Linked DNA regions of Mus musculus: regions 1, 2 and 4 are each linked to region 3. A link is a contact called in public promoter capture Hi-C data. All regions are on one chromosome and are shown on one strand. The core of a region is the stretch at or near the end of the contact, and the rest is flanking DNA. Distances in the headings are between cores, read along the strand shown. Region 1 has its middle 22 kb from the start of Ccr5. Region 2 holds the start of Ccr3 (chemokine (C-C motif) receptor 3). Region 3 holds the start of Slc6a20a (solute carrier family 6 (neurotransmitter transporter), member 20A). Region 4 holds the start of Cdcp1 (CUB domain containing protein 1).

Region 1 (2,743 bases), core at 84-2,583, 470 kb before region 3:
TCAAATCCCAGCAACCACATGGTGGCTCACAATCATCCATAACAAAATCTGATGCTCTCTTCTGGAGTGTCTGAAGTCACACTACAGTGTACTTACATATAATAAATAAATAAATAAATAAATAAATAAATAAATAAATAAATAAATATTTTTAAAAAAAATACACAATGGTGAAACTTTCAAATAGCATCTATTCTAATTGTCTATGGTCCTTAGTGGGGAAAGTACCAAAACTACTTTTAGGAAACAATCTGTTTTCTGCCGGGTTAGTTCTTTAAGTTTACATGAATAAATATTCATGTGTTGTGAGTTTTGGAGAACTACTTTTTGGTAACATAGAGATGAAGCATGGGGGGAAATGCCACAGAATCCAAGTGGTAACATTTTAACACCTGTCAACATCTGTAATTTTCAGTGAAAGTAAAAAACTAAAACCAAGAATCAGATCATTTAGATTCCTGGGGATCCAGAGCTCCAAGAGGGTGTGAAGCATGTATATGGAAAGCTTGTTAGTTAGAGACTTCCCTATGGGACAGGATGAGGAATCAGGTAGCATAGAAGGAGCCATAATGTAGTAACAACCAGTGTTCAACTAATACTATAAGGGACAGTAGAGATAAGATGGCCTTGAGGTGTTGGAGTGCACCGCGTAAAGGTGTGTCTCTGTCCTTCCTCACTTGCCTAAGGGATTCTCTGATTGGTTTTAATAAAAATCTGAGGGCCAATAGCTTGGCATGAAGTGGAAGGTAGGACTTCTGTTAGAGAGAAAGGGACAATGGGGGAAAAAAGCAGAAGCAGAAATTTAGGGAGATGATTTGGAGGTGGATGGATGCGAACATGAGCGGAGAGGCACAACAGGTCATTGTGGGACATGGGAAAAATAGTCAAGTTAGAGGATCTGGGGGGTAGCTCCAAGTTAAACCCTAAGCTTTAAAAATATACCAGAGTCTCTATGTCCTTATTTATATAGCTGAACAGTCCGTAAATGTCCAACCACATTAAGGAATGTTCTGAACCAAGCCTTTCCATCAGCTTCCATATTCATCCACTTACTATGAAGCATTATAGCCTGGACAGGTAGTTCCAGGTCTCAGTAGCTCCATGCCTAGTAACCAAGGGAGTGGTAAGTGTATTGGTCCTGAAGAGAGCACCTGAACAGCTCTCATAGCATCCTTTATAATTAGAAAAGGCAATCTGGATTTCTTACAAATTTTATTTACTCTGAAAAATAAGAAATGAAAACTAAAATTTATAAAGCCACAGTTTTGTAAGACTATAGAAACCACACAGGGACACGTCAACCTGAAAGAGGAAGTCATGTGTCCAGTGAGGGCACAGTATCTATTTCTCCACCAGACCATTAGGTTGGCTTTTTATTCTGTCCACAAAATGTGAACAAAAAGATCAGAGATTGAGACATCTGCCCAGCCCCCATTTTTCTTACTCTATTTCCTCTTCTTGGATGTCTATTTGGACACCCAAGATTGATGGGGTTTGGATAACCTCTAATAAAAATGTTTTATGTTTCAATATTTTAAAATTAAAAAATTAGATACATTCTCATTTTACAAAAGTTTTTATAATAAAATTAAATTATGACTTATTCTAATTGTACAGGAAAAGAGTCTCAGTCTGTGCTACAGCCTACATGGATGTCTTAGATTCTAAAACATGTTGAACATTTAGAAAGCTCTGCTTCTTCCCTGCCAGATATCTCCAGGGACAGTTTCTGAGACTTGTGAGGGGTTGCACATCATTACTTTCACAGGCTTCAGAGTCTTCAAGGATATGATTTGAGCCATTCCTATCTACCCTAGAGTCAATGACCCTCATCTTGTCCTCTCAAAGGATTCAGCTACACCGTCTGGAATGGTTCTTAATAAACACCTCCGCCTCAAGGAAACCAGACTCTCTAAACCACAGGCTGGTCTCATACATTCTGAAGAGAACAGACATGGGAACAAAAAAAAAAGAGAAATGCATTTTTCTGTAAAGAAAAATGTATTTTTTTGTCTTTTGGTTTTGTTTGTCTGTTTTGTTTTGTTTTTCATTCTTTTACAACAGATCACTGAGGAAGATGCAGGCAGGAACTGAGTGGCCTGTCATTCTTATACCATCACAAGGCTGTGGATGTTTTGTTGTCTACCCATGTCATGTGCTGTTGGGAACAAAAAAGAGGCCCGGGGAAGAGGGGAAAGGAAAAGACCCACACCCTGCCAGAGTTTTACCTATTCTCTGGTTTGTCAGGTGTGGGAGAGCTGCCATACACTTTCCACTCAGCCCTGGGTGGGCATTCAAGCCTCTGACCCACTCTTCAGGAAGTGGCCAAGGGGCAGCCCTACCTGAGAACCCCAGAGCTACTTTGCTAAAGCCACCAGAGAGGGATGAGGGAAGAGGTTCCCAACACCTGCGAGAGTGAGTTCTGTGGATCTTGACTGGAGCACAGGAAGGCCTTCTAATGGGAGATTAGAAACTGCTCATTAGGAGAAATCCTGTCCCATCCTCCAAGTACAGTGGGCCTTGATGAGCAGAGACATTCTATGGTTTTAGAGCTTTATTACAGAAAGGCAGGGAGAAAGAGTGAAGGGAGAGAGAGAGAGAGAGAGAGAGAGAGAGAGAGAGAGAGAGAGAGAGAGACAGAGAGAGACAGAGAGAGACAGAGAGAGACAGAGAGAGACAGAGAGAGATAGAGAGACGAGACAGAGAGACAGAGACAGAGGAAAGGCTAGAGAAAAAGAGAGTA
Region 2 (3,082 bases), core at 232-2,731, 340 kb before region 3:
CAAAAAAAAAATTACCGGGCCAGTTAGGTGGATATAGAGTTGTCTTACTGTTGTTATTTACTATTCTTTTGAGGAATTTTTGAGGGATTTTTAAATTGTAATTATTAGTCACCATATTCTCTCTTCTATGCATTGACTGTGCTCTTCACTTAATTTATTATGAGCATATTTGCTTCTTTCCTGTTGAGTCATAGAGTACTCTCATTTCTTATTCCAGGAGAAATGACTCAGTGACTAGCTTCAGTGTAATATTACCATCTTTTGAATGGAGTGAGAGGATCCTCTAGCCCAGTGTTTTCCAGCCTTCCTAATGCTGTAACCCTTTAATACTGCTCCTCATGTTGTGATGACCCCTAAACATAAAATTATTTCCTTGCTATCTCATAACTGTAGTTTTCCTACTGTTTTTAATTGTAATATAAATATCTAGTATACAAGATAGCTGATATGCCACCTACAAAGGGTTGTAACCCACAGGTTGAAAACAGGTTTGGGCTAGAGTCCAACCTACTAGTAACTGAAGACTACCACCCTCTCTCAAATCACTCACCAAAACCATTTTACTTCTAACCCCAGCCAAACTAGAGTCTTTCAAAACACTAAATGGATTTTTTTTTTGTCTCTACCCTCTAACAGAGATAGATCTACCAAAGGCAGCCAGCCAACCTAATCCAGACAGAGACACCACGGCAATCATCAACCAATCCATCTAATAGTTTTAGAGTTGATTTCCAAAAACTTTAATTATGCATTTAAATATGTAATTACTTAGTATACACATGAATACATAAATATATTTTCATTCTAATATACATACACACAAGAGATTACATTTTCATGATGATCTTACAAGTCAGTATCAATAAACGCTAACTACTAATGTAACACTTTTGGAATGATGCTATTCTTCATAATTTATGAATTATAAGAAGTACAGGATGGTAACAGATAATGTAGCTTGAGTAGTTATAAAGTTCATGTTGTATCATAGTATAGATGGGAAAATAGAAGGATAGGAATAAGGAAAGCAAGAAGAAAATGGAAATACATTGCAAAATCTTTTCTAAGTCTACCTTATGTTATCTTTAAATACTATACACCACCTCTCTATTGGAATCAAGAGGGCTCTGGGAGGTATTTCTTTCACCTACATAGACTAATATATCCATTTTTTCCTTTCCTAGAGTTCTGAAAGCCTATCTGGAAATATCGTCTAAGAAACATCTCTTGAATTTAAATATGTCCTTGTCCAAAAGAGAATAAAAAGAAGAAACGGTACCTGGTGAATTTTGCTAAGTCCTTTATGAGTCCAGTAGTAACTTAAGTTTCACTGCTAATGAAACAGAGATAACACTTGATCATATACACCAGTCAGGTAGTAAACATCATAGCTTCCTGTTTTAAAAAGGCTAGCTTCTCAGGTTTTGCAAGTTTTCAGAGAGATACCAACTTGTTACAGTTCTTCCGTTTTGTTATTTACTGCACATACTTGGCTCTCTGTTGAGTTATCTATGGATGGATACTGCTGACACTCAGAAACTATCTTGCAGGCTCTTCACCCATTTGACACTGCTCATTTTTTTATGTATGATATGGCTAACAACTTCCCAATAATCATTGACTCATGGACAGACTGTGGAAAAACAATGTGGGAATTTCCTCTTAAGGAAAGGATGAGACAGCAAATTTGCTGGGAGCAACTGAAGATTATGAGGACAAGCAAGTAAAGGTTTTGATAATTCACAAAGACATGTGTTTGCATTTCCACTGTGGTTCTATAGCTGCATGATCTCAGGGTAACCACTGAGCCAGCCTTGCTGGACACCTAGTTTTCTCCTCTATAATTGTAACAGATATTTATTTCCTACAGTTGTCATGAAGTCAATTAAGATAAACCAAGGAAGTTTCTATGTAAAGTACAGATCTCAACCAATGTAAAGTGTAGGTTGAATTGTACCGTGACATAGCATCCCAAGGCTAGGAACATATCTTGCCTATGTGCTGATATCCCCATGAACCTAGTGTGATAATGGACACTAGACGCATTTAACTAATGTTGACGGGAATAGTGACAAATATATGGTATAATCTCTGATATTCTTTCTAATTGTACAGGTCAATGAATTTACCAAGTTCTTGTTAGCTATTCAGAAGGGGACAGGAGAAAATGAATAGAGAAGAAAGAGTAGAAATAGGAGAAGAACTTAATTCTTTTTTTTCCTTTTCCATTTTTTATTAGGTATTTAGCTCATTTACATTTCCAATGCTATACCAAAAGTCCCCCATACCCACCCACCCCCACTCCCCTACCCACCCACTCCCACTTTTTGGCCCTGGCGTTCCCCTGTACTGGGGCATATAAAGTTTGTGTGTCCAATGGGCCTCTCTTTCCAGTGATGGCCGACTAGGCCATCTTTTGATACATATGCAGCTAGAGTCAAGAGCTCCGGGGTACTGGTTAGTTCATAATGTTGTTCCACCTATAGGGTTGCAGATCCCTTTAGCTCCTTGGATACTTTCTCTAGCTCCTCCATTGGGAGCCCTGTGATCCATCCATTAGCTGACTGTGAGCATCCACTTCTGTGTTTGCTAGGCCCCGGCATAGTCTCACAAGAGACAGCTACATCTGGGTCCTTTCGATAAAATCTTGCTAGTGTATGCAATGGTGTCAGCGTTTGGATGCTGATTATGGGGTGGATCTCTGGATATGGAAGTCTCTACATGGTCCATCCTTTCATCTCAGCTCCAAACTTTGTCTCTGTAACTCCTTCCAAGGGTGTTTTGTTCCCACTTCTAAGGAGGGGAATAGTGTCCACACTTCAGTCTTACCATAAGGGATCTATTAAGTTGTTGGATGATTTAGACTTTTTTATTCCTGTGATAAAATACCTGACAGGAACTTCTTAAAAGATAAAGGATTTCTTCTATCTCATAGTGGAGAAGGCATAGCAGAATTCACACTTCCAATCAGTAAACAGAGCTTGAGATGGAGCTAGAGGGGAAATATGACCTTCCAGATCCACCCCCAGCCACCCACTGGGACCACCTAGTCCCAAAGGGCTCCACAGCTTCCCAAGACAGC
Region 3 (2,700 bases), core at 184-2,683:
ATTAGGCAGAAATTTCAGATGGTAGCCAACTTGTCAGTTGCCTGGGAAGTCAAAGGGTAAATTGAACCATCAGCACAAAGTCACAAATCTAGACAGAACTTTAAAAACAGAATGGCAGTGCCAGCAAGATGGTAAGACCACTTGCTCTGACCTCTGACCTCCACTCATGCCATGGCACCTGGTCCCAATAAATGCTTGTTTTTGTTTTGCTTTGTTAAAACAAAAAACAGTCTGTGGAATGACAGTAAAGATGCAGAGCAGCTGGGATTAATGAGAATGTGAACTGATATTTTTTGATGCCGCACATAGTCCCAAAGTTCCTAATAGTCCATCTACCTGCCATATTAGAATGTTCACTTTGGTTCTATTCATAGTAGCCACAAACTGGACAACACAAATGTCCACCAACAAGACTGGAACTAGACATAGGAGGATGCAGGAAATATATATATTTAGTATATATATATATACTAAAGCTTAAGAATCTAGAGTTTCTTCCACTGTGTTGTGACTTTGCTTTCTTTACTGTTTTAAGGTTAAAAGTCCTAGGATAGGTTGGGGCAGATTTTTTTTCTATTACAGATGAAACAAGGTCAAAGATGTTAAATGGCTTGCCAAGTCACAGAATTTAGTCTGTGGTGGAATATAGACGCAAACAACAGATCCTGCATCACTGTACCAAACTTTACTGAGTTAGGTTCATTTATATCTTCTTGTTGGACTGGCAAAAACATGAGAATTCTTGGGTTTCCACCTGGCCCAGGGAAGAGAATCTCTGACTCCCATTGGCCTCAAGGCAGCTGTTCAAAACCTGATTCTGCCCACACTACAGGTGCAGGCAAGGGCCGGTAGTTGGAGACCCTTAAGTCTCCCATGTGTGCTAGGATCAAACTCAGGGTCTCAGAAGTGCTAGGAGAGTGATCTGCCTCTGAATCTCCACACCCACCCTCTCTGTGCAAAAGTCATCTCTCCTCTGGGAAGTCCTGGATCCCTGTCTGTCTCTAGGACTTGTCTCTCTCTCTGCTTTACCTAAATTGCCCCTGCATCACCGACTTAGGTGAACTGGGTGGTATTAATTAAAGGAAATTACCCCAGTGGGTCAAAAGAAGTTAAGAACGAGTCACTCCGTGGTATTTAAATGTTCCCGCCACCTGAATGTGAGCCCTGGAGGGGTGGGGTTGCTGTGTCTTCCCGCAGCACAGCAGTGCCAGGCATATAGTATTGTCATCGATTAATCAGTAAGAAGTTGAGGAAACATGATCCTTTCCCCGAGCTCTGAAGTCCACACGCAGGGCCAAGGAGGGGCGCCTTCCCCGCCCGCCGAGGCTAGGGTGGGGCTCACCGTTCCCCACTCACCGGCCTCGCCCCGCGCGCGCGTTAATGAGATTAGCAATTAAAAGGCGGGCGAGCGGCGGCGGCCAGAGACCAGGCCCTGACGGGGAGCAGCGAGCTCGGGACATGGAGAAGGCACGGCCTCAGTGGGGCCATCCGCTGCAGTTCGTGTTCGCCTGCATCTCCTACGCCGTGGGTTTGGGCAACGTGTGGCGCTTCCCTTACCTGTGCCAGATGTACGGCGGAGGTGAGTGCGCACAGGCGGGACCGCCGGGTGCCTGGACGCCGAGCGGCGGTGGCATTCCGGCCCGCGAGCCTCCGCTCGGGGTGGCGTTCTGTCCCGAACACCCCAGCTCGGCCAAGTGTTCGGTCCCACGCGCTTCAAGTTCAAGGGCGGGTGGCCCCTGTAACCGAGAACGCCGCGGCGCGGGGACTGTCGCCCTAAGAAATTGACCCTCGCGGTCCCGAGTCCGAACTGTGGCTCCAGCAGGTGCAGGGCGGCGCCGGCGGGGAACCTGCTGTCCCGGGAGGAAAGGTGCGGTGCCGTCTACAGAGGTGTGAAAGAGGACACTAAATTGTTTATCAGGAACTTGTCGTGCAACTTGCAGTTCCGAAATTTAAGTTCCCGACCGCAAGTTGAAACACCAGTCAAACGGATCGTGAGCGATTTCTTTTACTTTTTCTTAATAAAAAGGATCGGTTTGTAGATGTGAAGACTTAGTTTGGGCTTGGAATCACAGGAGGGAAAAACAAATAATTCCGTGCCCGGAGAATTAGTTTCTTGGTTCTGCTGTTTTGTTTTTATAAATGTTTCCTCTGACCTAGGGGAGAAACTGGGGGTTAAGGGTGGGACAGACACCTCACCCTGCACCCGCTAAAGCAGGGAAAAGAGCTGAGAACTCTGGGACTGGGACTTTCCGAAGTCCAAGTACCGTTCTGGGGTCAGTATGGCATGAAGGAAGTAAGTCTCAGCATAAAAACCTCCCTCTTCAATTCCATTTTCTAAAACCTCATCTAAAGGAAAACGCAGCATATGAACAGAGACAGAAAATAGCATGGCTACCGCCTTTAATAAGATCAAAATGTGAGAAACTTGCTAAGCCATTCAGAAAAAAAAAAAATATTGGTTCAGTAAGTTGTGGAACATCCTTGGCAGCCATAAAGGTAAAGTTTTAATAGAATTTTATCTTAATAGTGTTATCATGTGATAAGTGGAGGCAGGTGAAGTCATATTCAAAACTGTAAAACATTTTTAAGCACTTGTGCTTAAAACCATTCAGAGAAAAGGAAAATGAAAAAAAAATTTCAAGTGTTATCAATAGTTTTCTGGGTGGCTCTTATTTACCTAACAGCATGTTTGTGTATACA
Region 4 (3,050 bases), core at 77-2,576, 460 kb after region 3:
TCAGAACTGGAGAGTGTTTGCTTCTTTCTTCTTTGGAAACTGAGAAGAAAGGGATGAAGCTCTGGAGAAGTGACTTTTCATCTCCGTTGAGTATTAGCTCAGATTTTCCAGAAGCTAAAGAGAAATTGGGGCCACACTCTGACTGATACTGGGGCATGGGCTTCTGTTTCTGTCATAGATTCCTGGAAAGGTCTGAGTGACCTTGGCCATGGGCACAGTAAATGCATAGGGCCACTGAATCCTTTGGGCTGAAATCTGGCTTGCCATCCACGAGGTCCCAGACCATCTACCATCACTGCCTGTGATTCAGGACATGGGATGGCCTAGAGCAGTGGTTTTCAACCTGTGGGTTGCAACCTCTTTGGAGGTCAAATAACATTTGCACAGGGATTGCCTAAAACCATCAGAAAACAAAGATATGTACATTAAGATTCATAATATAAGCAAAATTATAGTTATGAAGTATCAATGAATAATTTCATGGTAGGGGGGTCATCACAACATGAGGAACTGTATTAAAGGGTTGCATTATTAGAAAGGTTGAGAACCTCTGGCCTAGAGGATAGAAGACTCCACAAGACCTCTTAAACCAGAACTAGGTAACCTAGCTATATCTGAGAAGAGATTGGCTGCAGGACAGACCAGCTTCTGATCAGAATCCTTCACGCTCACACCCACTGCCCAACTCAGTAGCACTGTGCCCACTCCCCTACTCACAACCCAGCTAAGGGCCTTGTGCACCTGCTTGGGTTTCTTCTCTTGAGCCTTTCCAGTCTCATGCACCCATTCAATCTACTCTTCCCACAATCAACGCAGGGTTTCTGAAGTGTCTCGTTCTAGCACCCTCGTCCAGCATCTGTGAAACCCTTACTTCAATAAAGAACAACCCAGCAACTTGGCAGAACCCACCCCGTGCCTTCACATCTGTCCTAACTTTGCCCTGCTTTGGCATCTTTGGGCTCGTTGCCCAAATAGGAAAGCTTATCTTGTCTGACACTGGGAAGAGCTGGTGAACTCTGGACACTGCAGGGGAGAAGCTGGAGCAGGCCTAGGCCCCTGTCCAGCAACAGAGAAAGCCAAAAGGTTGGGGATCAGTGACCAACAGGAACCTCAACCAGCACACCTGAACAGCGGAAGGAGAAGGAGCTGGCTGGCAACAAAGTCTTTTGGACTTTGAGAAAGGAACTGAAGCCCGGGAAGGCGGGGACAAATTTGCCTCAAGGCCACCGGGCAAGGGAGGGTAGTACCTGAGCTGAGGCAGGAAGAGGAGGAGGCCACAGAGGAAGCGTGGGTCACCCTCGCTCTTGCTGAGCGGGCGGGGCGGGGTCCTGCGCGCAGGTGAGCGGCGGGGCAGGGCGGGGCGCAGCTGCGTTTCGGTGCCTAGGCGCCACCGAGGCCACTCGCAGACACAGGCCACAGTCGTGCCCTAGGGAGACCGAGGCGCCCCCCGAGTCATGGCCCACTCGGCCTGCGGGTTCTCAGTCGCACTGCTGGGGGCCCTGCTGCTGGGCACAGCACGCCTGCTGCGCGGGACAGGTAAGAGCAACCTGTGGCCGGCCAGGGAGGTGCCTGGAGGTGGCGCGTGTTCAGGGGTTACACGATCCGGACCTGGTAGCACAGTCCTAGATGGTGGGGCGAGGTCCCCGGGACGACTCGCCCCAGCGCTCAGGCACGTGGGAGAGTCCTGGACCTGGGTGAGCTTCCCTGGCCTAGGAACAAATAAGCGCGCGGAACAAGCCTTAGGAGGACGTTCTCCAGGCAGCACATTGTGCCATGGGTACTTTGCTGAGACTCTTAGGGATACTCGATTGGGACGTGGGAGAGCTTTCTTCTTCGGGCCCACTCCACACCTGGGCCAGAGAAGTGAGTGCAAGAAGAGGGTGGTTTGACTTCCCGCTGAGGTACCATTTTAGCTGTCCGTGCGTGCGCGCCCGCTCATCCTGAGGCCTAAGGACAGCTTCAAGCGGACAGTCACCAGGCAGCAGCGGGCATCTAGCTGCAGAGACCCCACAGGTGCCCCACCTCTTCCCTGGTGGAAGGTTGGAGTGTAATTCCGTGGAGCCTGTGAATTTCGAGTAGTTTGGATTGGGAGTAGAGGCTGCTCTGATCTCGGAGATCGCTCCAGGAAAGAATAGGATTTGTGGGCCCTAGGAGTAGAATACCGCGAATAAAACTAGCTTTCTTCAAGTAAGAACTTGATGTGAGGCTCTTTCTCAGACTCGCACAGGTTTTTATGTTTTAAAAAATAGTACGGTCCAAGTCATAGTTGGGGTCTGTAATATCAACAACTAAGGGGGTGTTTGTTTGTGTTGGACAGGTAGATAAATTAGCATAAATTAAAGAATAAAATTAAAACGGTGTGGTTAGACTTGGGCGTAAGCCGCAGGAAAACTTCCTGGTTTCTTTTTCCAACATTAGGTGATATATAACTGCATAGTAAACAGGAAGACTTAAGACCTCCTTTTAAACTACACACACAGACACACTGTGGTATATATTTTGTTGTTGCTAGCTAGGGTTTGGTTTCTGTTTTTCTGGGTCTCCCGGTGTCTCCCAAGCTGGCCTTAAAACTACTGAGTTTCATGCTCCCACTCCATACTCCTGGAATTCATTACAGATGTGGGCCACCACTTTCTTAGGAGTGAGTTTTCAATCCATTTAAGGGACAAAGTATGTAGTCCCGGTTGTAGAGTGTCTGCCTAGCAAGTACAAAGCCCTGGGTTCAATTCCCAGCACTTTATAAACTGGGCATGGTGGCTCATACTTGTGATCCTAGCATTCTGGAGTGGAGGCAGGAGAGCTGGGAATTCAAGGTCAGTCTCAGCCTCATTGTGAGTTCTTTACAGGCCTGGGATATATGAAATTTTGTCTTAAAAACATTTTAAGAGCAGAAAAATAGGAAAGGAATGCATGTGTGCATGAGAGGAGTGGGGAGGGTGTACCAGCATTCTTGGAGGCAGGTGACACTCTAGGGAATGTTTTGAGGTGTTTCTGACTTTCTATGGCAATAGTCAAAAACTTCTTCAGTGGGAATATGGTCTAAGTCCAGT

What was found. Promoter capture Hi-C pulls out the DNA fragments that hold promoters and counts their contacts. Capture Hi-C pulls out chosen DNA fragments and counts their contacts.
Region 1: a contact with region 3 is called in a promoter capture Hi-C map of hematopoietic stem and progenitor cells, with 2.8 times the contacts expected there. The contact joins the enhancer-like site here to the promoter of Slc6a20a in region 3. A contact is called at or near these places in 5 of 39 promoter capture datasets (the C10 cell line, hematopoietic stem and progenitor cells, liver and 2 more), 1 of 484 Hi-C or Micro-C datasets (regulatory T cells) and 1 of 9 other capture datasets (liver).
Region 2: a contact with region 3 is called in a promoter capture Hi-C map of hematopoietic stem and progenitor cells. The contact joins the promoter of Ccr3 here to the promoter of Slc6a20a in region 3. A contact is called at or near these places in 2 of 39 promoter capture datasets (cranial neural crest and hematopoietic stem and progenitor cells) and 1 of 9 other capture datasets (liver).
Region 4: a contact with region 3 is called in a promoter capture Hi-C map of liver. The contact joins the promoter of Cdcp1 here to the promoter of Slc6a20a in region 3. A contact is called at or near these places in 4 of 39 promoter capture datasets (the C10 cell line, the HPC-7 cell line and embryonic stem cells) and 1 of 9 other capture datasets (liver).

The regions. Positions count from the first base shown.
Region 1 is chr9:124,142,446-124,145,188 of GRCm38.p6, reverse strand. No RefSeq gene overlaps it. Among named protein-coding and RNA genes, the nearest start is that of Ccr5, 22 kb to the right of the region's middle. Within about 2 kb of position 1,333, at least 67 of the 459 cell types and tissues checked have an H3K27ac peak or open chromatin away from gene starts, as enhancers often do. A contact at or near this core is called in hematopoietic stem and progenitor cells, where this site is marked.
Region 2 is chr9:124,020,370-124,023,451 of GRCm38.p6, reverse strand. It overlaps Ccr3 (chemokine (C-C motif) receptor 3), which reads right to left and starts at 1,481. Exons shown (of 2, transcript NM_009914.4): 1 at 1,280-1,481.
Region 3 is chr9:123,677,565-123,680,264 of GRCm38.p6, reverse strand. Slc6a20a (solute carrier family 6 (neurotransmitter transporter), member 20A) reads left to right here and starts at 1,433. Exons shown (of 11, transcript NM_139142.2): 1 at 1,433-1,579. The coding sequence starts at 1,459.
Region 4 is chr9:123,214,314-123,217,363 of GRCm38.p6, reverse strand. It overlaps Cdcp1 (CUB domain containing protein 1), which reads left to right and starts at 1,326. Exons shown (of 9, transcript NM_133974.3): 1 at 1,326-1,536. The coding sequence starts at 1,455.